Regions from separate parts of the Sus scrofa genome. Here all the other regions are linked to region 3. Evidence: chromatin contacts called from public HiChIP or PLAC-seq data. All regions are on one chromosome and are shown on one strand. Each heading gives the region's core, a stretch centred on a gene start, on an enhancer-like site or on the middle of the called end of the contact. The rest is flanking DNA. Distances are from core to core; before and after follow the strand shown.

Evidence for each region. HiChIP or PLAC-seq counts read pairs in DNA pulled down with a chosen protein or histone mark.
Region 1: a contact with region 3 is called in an H3K27ac HiChIP or PLAC-seq map of alveolar macrophages. The contact joins two enhancer-like sites. A contact is called at or near these places in 1 of 47 Hi-C or Micro-C datasets (embryonic fibroblasts) and 1 of 2 datasets of contacts at active chromatin or transcription factors (alveolar macrophages).
Region 2: a contact with region 3 is called in an H3K27ac HiChIP or PLAC-seq map of alveolar macrophages. The contact joins two enhancer-like sites. A contact is called at or near these places in 1 of 47 Hi-C or Micro-C datasets (embryonic fibroblasts) and 1 of 2 datasets of contacts at active chromatin or transcription factors (alveolar macrophages).

The regions. Positions count from the first base shown.
Region 1 is chrX:8,254,073-8,257,194 of Sscrofa11.1, forward strand. The region is part of intron 1 of ARHGAP6 (rho GTPase-activating protein 6); the gene reads right to left. Among named protein-coding and RNA genes, the nearest start is that of ARHGAP6, 190 kb to the right of the region's middle. Within about 2 kb of position 1,564, at least 10 of the 83 cell types and tissues checked have an H3K27ac peak or open chromatin away from gene starts, as enhancers often do. A contact at or near this core is called in alveolar macrophages, where this site is marked.
Region 2 is chrX:7,935,510-7,938,784 of Sscrofa11.1, forward strand. The region is part of intron 9 of ARHGAP6 (rho GTPase-activating protein 6); the gene reads right to left. Among named protein-coding and RNA genes, the nearest start is that of MID1, 31 kb to the left of the region's middle. Within about 2 kb of position 1,827, at least 1 of the 83 cell types and tissues checked has an H3K27ac peak or open chromatin away from gene starts, as enhancers often do. A contact at or near this core is called in alveolar macrophages, where this site is marked.
Region 3 is chrX:8,106,207-8,109,539 of Sscrofa11.1, forward strand. All of the region lies in intron 1 of ARHGAP6 (rho GTPase-activating protein 6), which reads right to left. Among named protein-coding and RNA genes, the nearest start is that of AMELX, 52 kb to the left of the region's middle. Within about 2 kb of position 1,370, at least 12 of the 83 cell types and tissues checked have an H3K27ac peak or open chromatin away from gene starts, as enhancers often do. A contact at or near this core is called in alveolar macrophages, where this site is marked.

The sequences.
Region 1 (3,122 bases), core at 314-2,813, 150 kb after region 3:
AGCAAGCCTAAACCTTTGAAATGAACATATTTATCTTCACAAACAAACCCAGAAGAAAATGACTTTAGTAAAAGATCATAATCCCTTTGGTGTCCTTCTGTAAGTTGAGAAAGAATATGGATAAAAGGAATATTTGTGTGCCTCATTTTTTGGTAAGTTTTATAACAGATGCATCGGTCTTCAAAACCAAGGGAAACTGTAAACATACATACTTATATATGTTTCTTACAGCAAGACAGAATAAAGAGTCAGACAACCTTCCATGGGAAATAGCTAGGAATGCTAGATAACGTATTTTAAATCTAGAGCCAGGGTTTGCCCAGAAGGCACTTGTGGAACCTAGTGAACCCAAATTCTAGTCTTCCTGGCCTCATGGGTTCAGGGGATGGAATGCAAGTTGCAGGGTCTGCCGCAGGTGGCCAGGTGAATGGGATATTCCTTCCCATAGGACGGGAATTGCAACAGCATATCTCCCTGTGGCAAGGGGAACACCCCCTCTCCAGTCATGGGCAGGAAAACCTCCTACCTCAAGCCAGGGTCATCACCAGCAGAACGGGTACGCTGTGCTACACACGGAGAAGGAAATGTGAGCGAGCAGCAAGGAATCACAGACTCCAGACGAATGCAGCACCGTGGATGACCTCACCAATACAGTGATGAGCAAGAGAACCAGGCACAAAAGAACACAGACCGTCTGATTCCACTTAGAGAAAAGACAAAATGGGAAAAGCGAATCCATGGTAATGCAGATCAGAATATTAGTCACCCTTGAAGAGGGTGGGCCAGAGACATGATGAGCCACCGCCCGGCAGCAGCACTGTATTTTAAAACCTGAGGGCATGATACCCATTGCAGTGTTTGCTCGTGTGTGTGTGTGTGTGTGTTATATAGATTAATTATAAGTATATATCACTTATATTTTGAATTTGTGTGTTGATTTACATAGAATAATGTATACGTTTAGTTTTATGAACTTTTATGTATTTAGTTATATATATATTACATATATAGTTCGTTTTATAACATTATATTAAAAGTTCTCTGATATATATATTTAATTTGTGTTTCTATCCTCTCCATAGACTGCTGATATAATCTCCTAAGAGTCTCTTGCCTCACGGGTCTTGCAAACTTGTCGCAATTCCAATCCACTAAAACACAGCCCGAAACTAAACTAAAACAGCTAAATTAAAAGAGCTTAACTAAACTAAACTAAAACTAAACAGCTAAACTAAACTAAAACAGCTAAACTAAACTGAAACTAAATTAAAACAGCCTGAAACAGAGTTCCTGGGGGAAAAGGAGTGACCTCTTTCTAGCCCTGGAATTACTAAGGTCCAAGGGTGGCCGGATACAAAGCATTAGGTCTGCACGCCAGTGGCCCACAGAGCAAGTCGGTTCCCAGAAGCCCGTGGAACACCCCCTGGGCACCACAAGAGAGAGGACAGAGGGAGAGGGTGCATCTCTGTTATCCGGGGCGATTCTGCTTCCTAGAGGAGCCCGTGCCTGTGCTGTCCACACAGGAGAAAGCAGCCCCAGGTCCAGGATGCCGTCTCTGTTGTGACGAACGGGACGCTAGTGCAGGCGGAGGGAGGGCCTGACCAGGGGTGTGCAGCTGTCTGGGTGCACAGACGGCGTGGCTCGCTCAGCTAAACTAATCCCACGAGTGGACATCATGCCGTCAAATTTCAAAACGCAGTGCTGCTGCTGCTGCTGCTTGATAAATAAAGGATGGAGCTAAGCCAATGTGCAGCCGTGTGTTTCCCAGATACTTTCAAAAGCCCAGTTTACCAGGCGCTTTCATAGTTCATTTCCTCATAGATATTTTCTGTGATTTCATCAGAAATGACTGGCTGGGTTGGGTTCCCTTGTGAAAGTGCCCCATGTGGGCAAGTTAAATGAGTAAACCTGGTTAAAAAAATATATCCACCAAGAGCCTCTGGGCATAAGGTACGATTTCCAAGAGCCCAAGCATTCTTGGCTACTTATAAGTACTATTGGAAGGCGCTCAAAACAAACATCTGCCTGATCTTCAGCAAAGAAAACAGCAGCCTGTGTGAGCTAATGAGGATGTTACTTTAGAATTAGCTCTGCTCCCATGTCAAGGGGAGCGAACACCTCAAAGCCTTTTGAACTGAGATTTAGAAGATGGGCAAGCTGTGAAGTTTGTGACGTTGAGTGTGGTTCTAGAAAAACTCGCCGCCTATCAGTAGATTTGGCCTGGCCATGCAGAAGACTTTCCTTTAACCTACTAGCTATGTGGACCATGGAGGAAGCTGAAATATTGGGAGGAACAGCAAGGGCTGACTTCATGGGTGTGCATCCTGGGCAGTCCCCAGGGCTTTGCACTGCAGAGGGCTCCACGATTTGTTTCACACTCTGCTGTTGCCCTCTTGAAATTCCGAATAAGTCTTCAACAGGAGGCTCAGCATTTTTATTTTGCACTGGGCCTCCCACATTATGTGACAATCCTGGAACCAGCACTGTGCCTTTACTTCTACCCTCTTTCTAGATGTCTTTCGTTCTTGTCATTTGCATATACTATGTTCTCTATGCATACTAAATCATTTTTTTTATTTTTCAGCAGTTGTATCTCTTTGAAGGGTATGTCTCATTAGAAGGATGAAAATGAGAATCAAAGAACAGTAATGTGAAAAGATAACATCAGAGGGAACGGAAATGGGTTTGGGATACGTGGGAATTCTCCGTACAATTTTTGCAACTTTTCTATAAATTTAAACTTATTCCAGAATAAAAATGCCAGCTCATCACAAATTTACAAAGTAAAATAATGGTTTTAAAAAGAGAACTGTCAAATCATAAAAACACAGAAGCAACAAACAAGCCTTTCACACCTGAAAATTAAAAAAGAAAGAACAGGAGTTCCCGTCGTGGCGCAGTGGTTAACGAATCCGACTAGGAACCATGAGGTTGCGGGTTCGGTCCCTGCCCTTGCTCAGTGGGTTAAGGATCCGGCGTTGCCGTGAGCTGTGGTGTAGGTCGCAGACGCGGCTCGGATCCCGCGTGGCTGTGGCTCTGGCATAGGCCGGTGGCTACAGCTCCAATTCAACCCCTAGCCTGGGAACCTCCATATGCCGTGGGAGTGGCCCAAGAAATAGCAA
Region 2 (3,275 bases), core at 577-3,076, 170 kb before region 3:
ATTTTCCGTTCTTCCAGAACACAAACTAGGGCGATGCTTTCTACCCAACGGATGCTGAGCAAATGTTGGAATGGCTACTAATAAGGAATAATAAGAAAGAACCCAGGATTATTGGGCGTTACGGTATACACTGGTTATGGTGCCTTTGTCTAGATGCTTCTCTCTACTTGTAAGCAGTACCCATGTCAGGTTCTAGCAAAATTCCTGGCTACTCATTTCTGGAGTTGGAAAAGAAATTTCCTTTCCCAACTGAGGATCTCTATTGCTTTCTAACGAGTTCTTAAACTGCTGTTCCCATCAATATAAAAAACTCTAAGAACGAAAAGTATGATTCAATAAACAACAGGTTTTTTTTTTTTTTCATTTTTTTCTTCTGGGATTTTGTAGAGAGCGAAATGGAAACTAAGGAATAAGGTTGGGAAAAACACATTATTTAAAAAAAAAAAATCAACCAATTCTGGACACTTAAATGAAGAAACGAAACCCATCCCAAAGTCCTTCTTCACTGGCAACTTACTGTTTCAAGTCAAAATCTCTACTGGGTTTTAGTCGACTATTCAGTAACCTTAGATGTATTCTAAGGGTACCATTTATGGCTGTGTTTATCTGGAGACGCAACTCCTTCGATTTTCATGTGTTCCTTCAAATCATAATGCTATTTCAAAAATCCAAAGAACTTTGGACTCTCCTGCTCCAGAGAAAAAAATGTAAACCCTGTACACAAGAAGGAATAAAACTGTCACAATTAAAATCCACCCTATCAAATTAAAAATGAAACCCTGAATGATTGCCTAGGGTATAACTGCTAGGATGCAATTTCTTCCATAAACCAAAGAGAAGGAAAAACGCTTTTCTCCATTTATTAAGTCACTTCTGGTCACCACTGAGGGCACGTCGAAGAGCCCTTCCCAGGACCCAGCCCTGCTGGACTCGCCACGAGGGGTTTCACACCGAGCCACCACTTGGCACTGAACCGAGAAGGATGCTTTGCCTTTAAAACTCTGATACTCCCCAGCGGAGGTAAATGTCACTGAGAGTCACGAGGACATTTTTTTCGGCTAACAAACACCTTGAAAGAAATCACTTTGGCTGTTTATGAGAGCAGAAGCTCAAACACGGGCAGGGCTGGCTTAGAACCTTTGCGAAGCTCTGCGGTGGAGGCTGGATGAATAGCAGGTAAGGAGGTCAGGGTGCATTGAAAGGGTCGGAATGCATGAAGCTCAAGAGAATTTTCTCACATGCCTAACAGGTGCCAGGCAGCCTTTCTGGGCAGCTGGGCCACGTGACTGAACAAGTGTGGTCGAAGAGCCCAGGACTCTGCCGGGAAGCCCTGAGGGCGGATGATGACCCGAGGGAGATGGAGAGCAGCGAGCAGCCTTTGTGACATGGGAATGGGTCGAAGGACGGGAGAGAGCTCGGGTATCATATGCTTCTGCTCCCCTCCACCTGCATGTGTCACCAAGTGCACATGCATTCTGTCGCTGCAGACGGGGACAAGGCGAGCAGGCTCCGGTAGGAACACATATATTTGGACATCGAATGGGTCGGGGTTATGATCCGTCCAGAGAGGTGAAAGCTGTCCCCTCCTCCATTTCAAACTGCCTAAAATAGTCTTTTTCCTCCTCCCACCTGGCCAAATGGTTTTTTTCCTATCTGTGACATCACATTAAAGCATCTCGTCTTTTGTGTGGGGAGGCATCGTGCTGGCGAAACAATTCTCTTAGTTTTTGCATCACTTGCACGCGCTGTCTTGGCTGACTCCTCATGAAATGGTGGTGAAATTTAGAAGAAGCCAATGATGTGACCCCTGGCACATAAACAGTGGTTATTTAAAACACAGTGGTTACAGAAAAGAGGGAAACGGAAATCATATATAATTATCTGGATGTGTCAGTACGGGGTGGCTTCTTGTTTGATGACCTGGGGTACCGCTGGAGTCCTTCGGACTTGGCATGCAAAAGAAGCCTTAGGAAAGATGCGATTTGTGCCGGGAAAGAAGAGAACAGAGAGCAAAGCTTGGCTTCTGGGCTTGGAATCCTCATCCCAGCCTCTGACCCTTGCTCCCAGTAGTTCTCATTCGAAATTTCCCATGTGCACTAAGCTGGGCCCCAGCTCAGGCTGACCAACCAGCAGGGTGGGAACGCGCTGGTGTTCCCACGTCTCCAGGGTGCTCGGCACTTTTCTTCAGCCCACAAGGGCCGTGCCTTCTCTTCTTTTCCTCTCTCCAAAAAAGAAGCCCTAGAAGTGTCAGCCCTGGGACTCAGCTGACGCTTTTCTCCAGCCTGCTCTGAAGCTCTTATTCATTCCAAGAGCCACGATGAATTTTCTCTGGAATTCCCAACATCAGGGACGGAAGCCACAATTTTCGGAACAATTAATGTGTTCCTGATTTAGTCCGTGAATGCTTTCTGCCTTACACCACCAGTGACCCTTTCTAGATAGGCACGATTCTTCTCTTTTATTTCCAGGGTTCCCAGAGAGAGTATTGTTTTATGTCTTCTCATATGCAAATAGTTGTTGAGAGCAGAAACGGAGGCTTATGATTTAAAGGTTAGGGAATCTTCGGAGTATGGGCAGTGAAGCAACAACAAACGACAAAGATGCATTTTTTTTTTCTTTAGCCATGCATTATTGCAGTATTTTTTAAACAGATAATTACTCCATACTCGTTTTCTGCCAAGTATCTTCTAGGTGCTGTGGCTATTAGTAAATACAACAGACCCCCCCACCCCCGCCCAGCCTTCATATGGTTTGCATTCTGTTAGGTTCCAACAAGCATAATAAATACATTATATAGTGAGTTGAACGTGATAGGTGCTACGGCTGAAAGAAACAGACGTGCGAATGGCTGGGTGTCTGTATGTGTGGGAGCAGGTCACAGTGCTACACTGTGTGGTTGGGGTGGGCTTCATGTGAAGATGACACCTAAAGGTGCTTTAGTAGGGCAGGCGCCTGGTCAATTTCATGTAATAATAACGCAGTGATTTTTTTTTTTTTTTTTTTGGAGGGCCTAGTGTATGTCCGTTTCTGTCCTAAGAGCCTTATTTTATTTTCTTTTGGCCACAACTGTGGTAGGCGGAAGTTCCCAGGCCAAGGATTGACCCCGTGCCACAGCAGTGACCCAAGTCACAGCAGTGACAACACTGGATCCTTAAGCTGCCGAGCCACCAGGGAACTCCTGTCCGATGTGCCTTAAAATGTCATTTCTAATTCTCAAAATGATCCTGAAAGCTTCATTTCATTTTTTTTTTTTTCCCAAAAGAAGAACGAAGACT
Region 3 (3,333 bases), core at 120-2,619:
AGTCAACTAGCTGACTGCCATGGCCCCAAAGCCACCCCGTGTCTGTTCTTGCTCTCCAATGCCCAACTTTCTACACGGAACTCAAAATATCAATCAAGTTATCCCAAGTTACAGACTTAAGCCAATGGTTTCCTGCTGCAACGGAGTGAAGCAGATCCACCTTAGCTTAGGATCTGCTTGTCTGTCCACAGCACCTTATACCATCGCCCCCTCCTCTCACTAGACTCCTGACTCTTGTTTGGCACATGCTGTTCCTTGTGCCTGAAATGACTGTTCATGGGGCCCCAGCACTCGCGCACTTCACATAGCTGGCTCCTTATCTATCCTTCAGTCCTCGATTTAATGCCAGCTTCTTAGAGCAACCTTCTCTAACATTCTATCTAAAAGTAGGTTCTGTATTCTGAGACTGGCTATCATAGGAATCTATTTTCTACCCAGCATTTACCACAATTTGGAATTACTGATTTACTTTTGTTTATTATCTTGTTTCTGCACGGAAAGCTCCATGATAGTCTTATTCACCATATCATTCCCAGTACCTCCAGCAGAGCCCAGCACATGGTGCTCTCAATAGATAGTTGTTGCATGAATGAAATGAGAAGGAAAAAAACCAGTCAAAACAGATCAGCTCCAACAGATTTGCAGATGACCGGTCCTGTGGGTATGGGGAAGGGTTAACTATGAAGAGGCAGCATGAGGGAATTTGCAGGGTGTGGGGGAAATGACAGAACTTGTCTGGATCCCTATTGTGCTGGTAGTTACACAACTTTAAGTATTTGTTACCTCAATACTGTGTAATAACCTATACAGAAAAAAAAAAAAACATCTGAAGAGGAGTGGATATATGTCTATGTGTCACTGATTCACTCTGCGGTGCACCTGAAACTAACACAACATCGTAACTCAACTAGACTCCAATAAAATTGAATTTAAAAAAATAAATAAATAAAAATGGAACAACAAAAAAGAATTATACTCCCCAAAGATGAATTTTACTGTATGTAAATTAAATAAACGAATCAAATGATATGTTTATGAAACCCTAGTTCACCCAGAACAAATCTAGGAATCCAAACTTCACAAGATTTGGGGCTCTTCCGTGGGGTGGGTTCACTTTCCAAGTTCATGGGCAAGCACTAACTGAAACCATACTTCCCCATTTCCCATTTATCGGGTTTAAAGAGAGGAAACCGGAAACAAAATAAAGATGTGGACTATAAACAATACAAGAAAAGACACGTTGGGGAAAATGATACTTAAAATAATCACGTGATAAAATGTCAGCATTTATTTGTAACATTTGGCTCTGTTTGTACTGGCTCAGCCCAGCGGTGGAGAGGCTGTGGATTGATTTCATAATTGTGCCTCCCACATATACACCCACGGCTGACCTCTGCTTTGTGCAATTGATAATGACTAAACTTCACATATTATGCTGGCATAATCTCTCTCTTCCCTGGAGGGCTGTTACACACAGGGAATTACAGTTTCATAGCCTCAAAATATATCATGACCAACTTTCATTAGAACAAAGTTATATGGGCTGATAAATCGTTGTCTTTTGCCAAATCATTACTCATCATTGTATATTCACCCAATATAAGCCACTGACAAACCCCAGCCAATCGGGGGAAAGCAGGATGCAGAGATATTAATAGATTCTTTAGACATGAGTTGCATTCTCTAAAGTAAGCACATGGCATACAAATTTCATTTTGTGACCCTCCACCCCCACCCCCATTAGTGACTTTTTGCCATTAGGACATGTTGATGGATATACCATTTCCACATGAAATATTTGGATATCTGACTCTGATTTAGGGAAAGGGAAATGGTGAGCTAATTTCCTCTTTTATCAGGCTGAATCACTGAGCTTGCTCTGTTGCTATGCACGCAGACGTCAATGCCATAGCAACTCGTTGGTTTGCTCTTAAACATTACAGCAGAACGATGCTATTAGGTACATTTTTTTCAATTCTTAGATTTTTATTTTTTCTTAGAAGTTTAATTTTTATATGATGTTTTATAGTACAGGGTTATTTAGTTCTCCAGTTGTATCACTGCTGACTGTCATACATAAAACATCAATAGCAGTACAACAGAAGTGCTTACTTCTGGAAAATTCTCCCATAGTTTCCCTTTATTCTTCTCAATCCCTATGAAAAGTTTGTCCTTTGGACAGTGCAGACTAGATCCTCTTGAGGATTTTCTTTGTGAGGATCCTACATTTAAATGGGCCAGAAATATATGATTGGAAATTCATGAAATACAGAAATGCATGGGCTTCTCACAAACCCTTTTAAGTAAATTCAGTGAAAGCCTAATTATCCCTTGGTATGTACTAGGAAGTGTGCCAGGTTCTAGAAAGAGATAATGAATGCTTCACTATCAAGGGATTCAGAAAACATCTAAGAGGCGGAGATAAGCGCACACTCTAGTTTCTATGAGCTCTCGCAGGAGAAACTAAGGGACGTGTACTCGGCTATTTTAGAGTTTAGGGTTTTTACCTACAAAACATGCTATAATATTTAACTTAAGGCTGGTTTTGGAAAATCACAAACCACATCATCTAAATCACTGCTGTCTTTAAAGTTTCCTTGACAGATAGATTGGAAGAATAATTGGCTTGTTCACAAAACATTTGAAATAGGTTTCAGGTTCCACACTTAACCATAAGATTATTTAGTTGCCTGTGCCGATACTCCACTTAGTTAAGGAATTACGATTTATTAATTTATAGGAGTTCCCACTATGGCACAGTGGGTTAAGAATCTGACTGCAGCGAGCGGCTCAGGTCACTACGGAGGTGTGGGTTCCGGGAACTTCCATGTGCCACAGATGCGGCCATAAAATACAAATTTAAAAAAAAAGATTTGTTAATTTATAGAGAGGCAATACATCTCACTGAAATTTTATTTCATTTTAGTGATTTTTATTTTTTCCATTATAGTTGGTATACAGTGTTCTGTCAATTTCTACTGTACAGCCAAGTGACCCAGTCACACACATATATACATAGTCTTTTTCTCCCATTATCCTCCATCACGTTCCATCATAAGTGACTAGATACAGTTCCCTGTCCCACACAGCAGCATCTCCATTTCACTGAAATTTTAAGTATCCACCCACACTTCTACGATCATACCTAAATGTATCTAAAACTAGGAAAAATGTATTCAAGTCATTTTTGATTTAAACATCTACTTATAATGTGAAGAATGTGCATTGGGTATCTTAGGTAATATCGACTTTCTCATTGCCCAGATGCATTTTAAGATGTCTCTGGGAATTGTCATCTTTACATTAATGATCAAGTGAACAGTTATACATTCA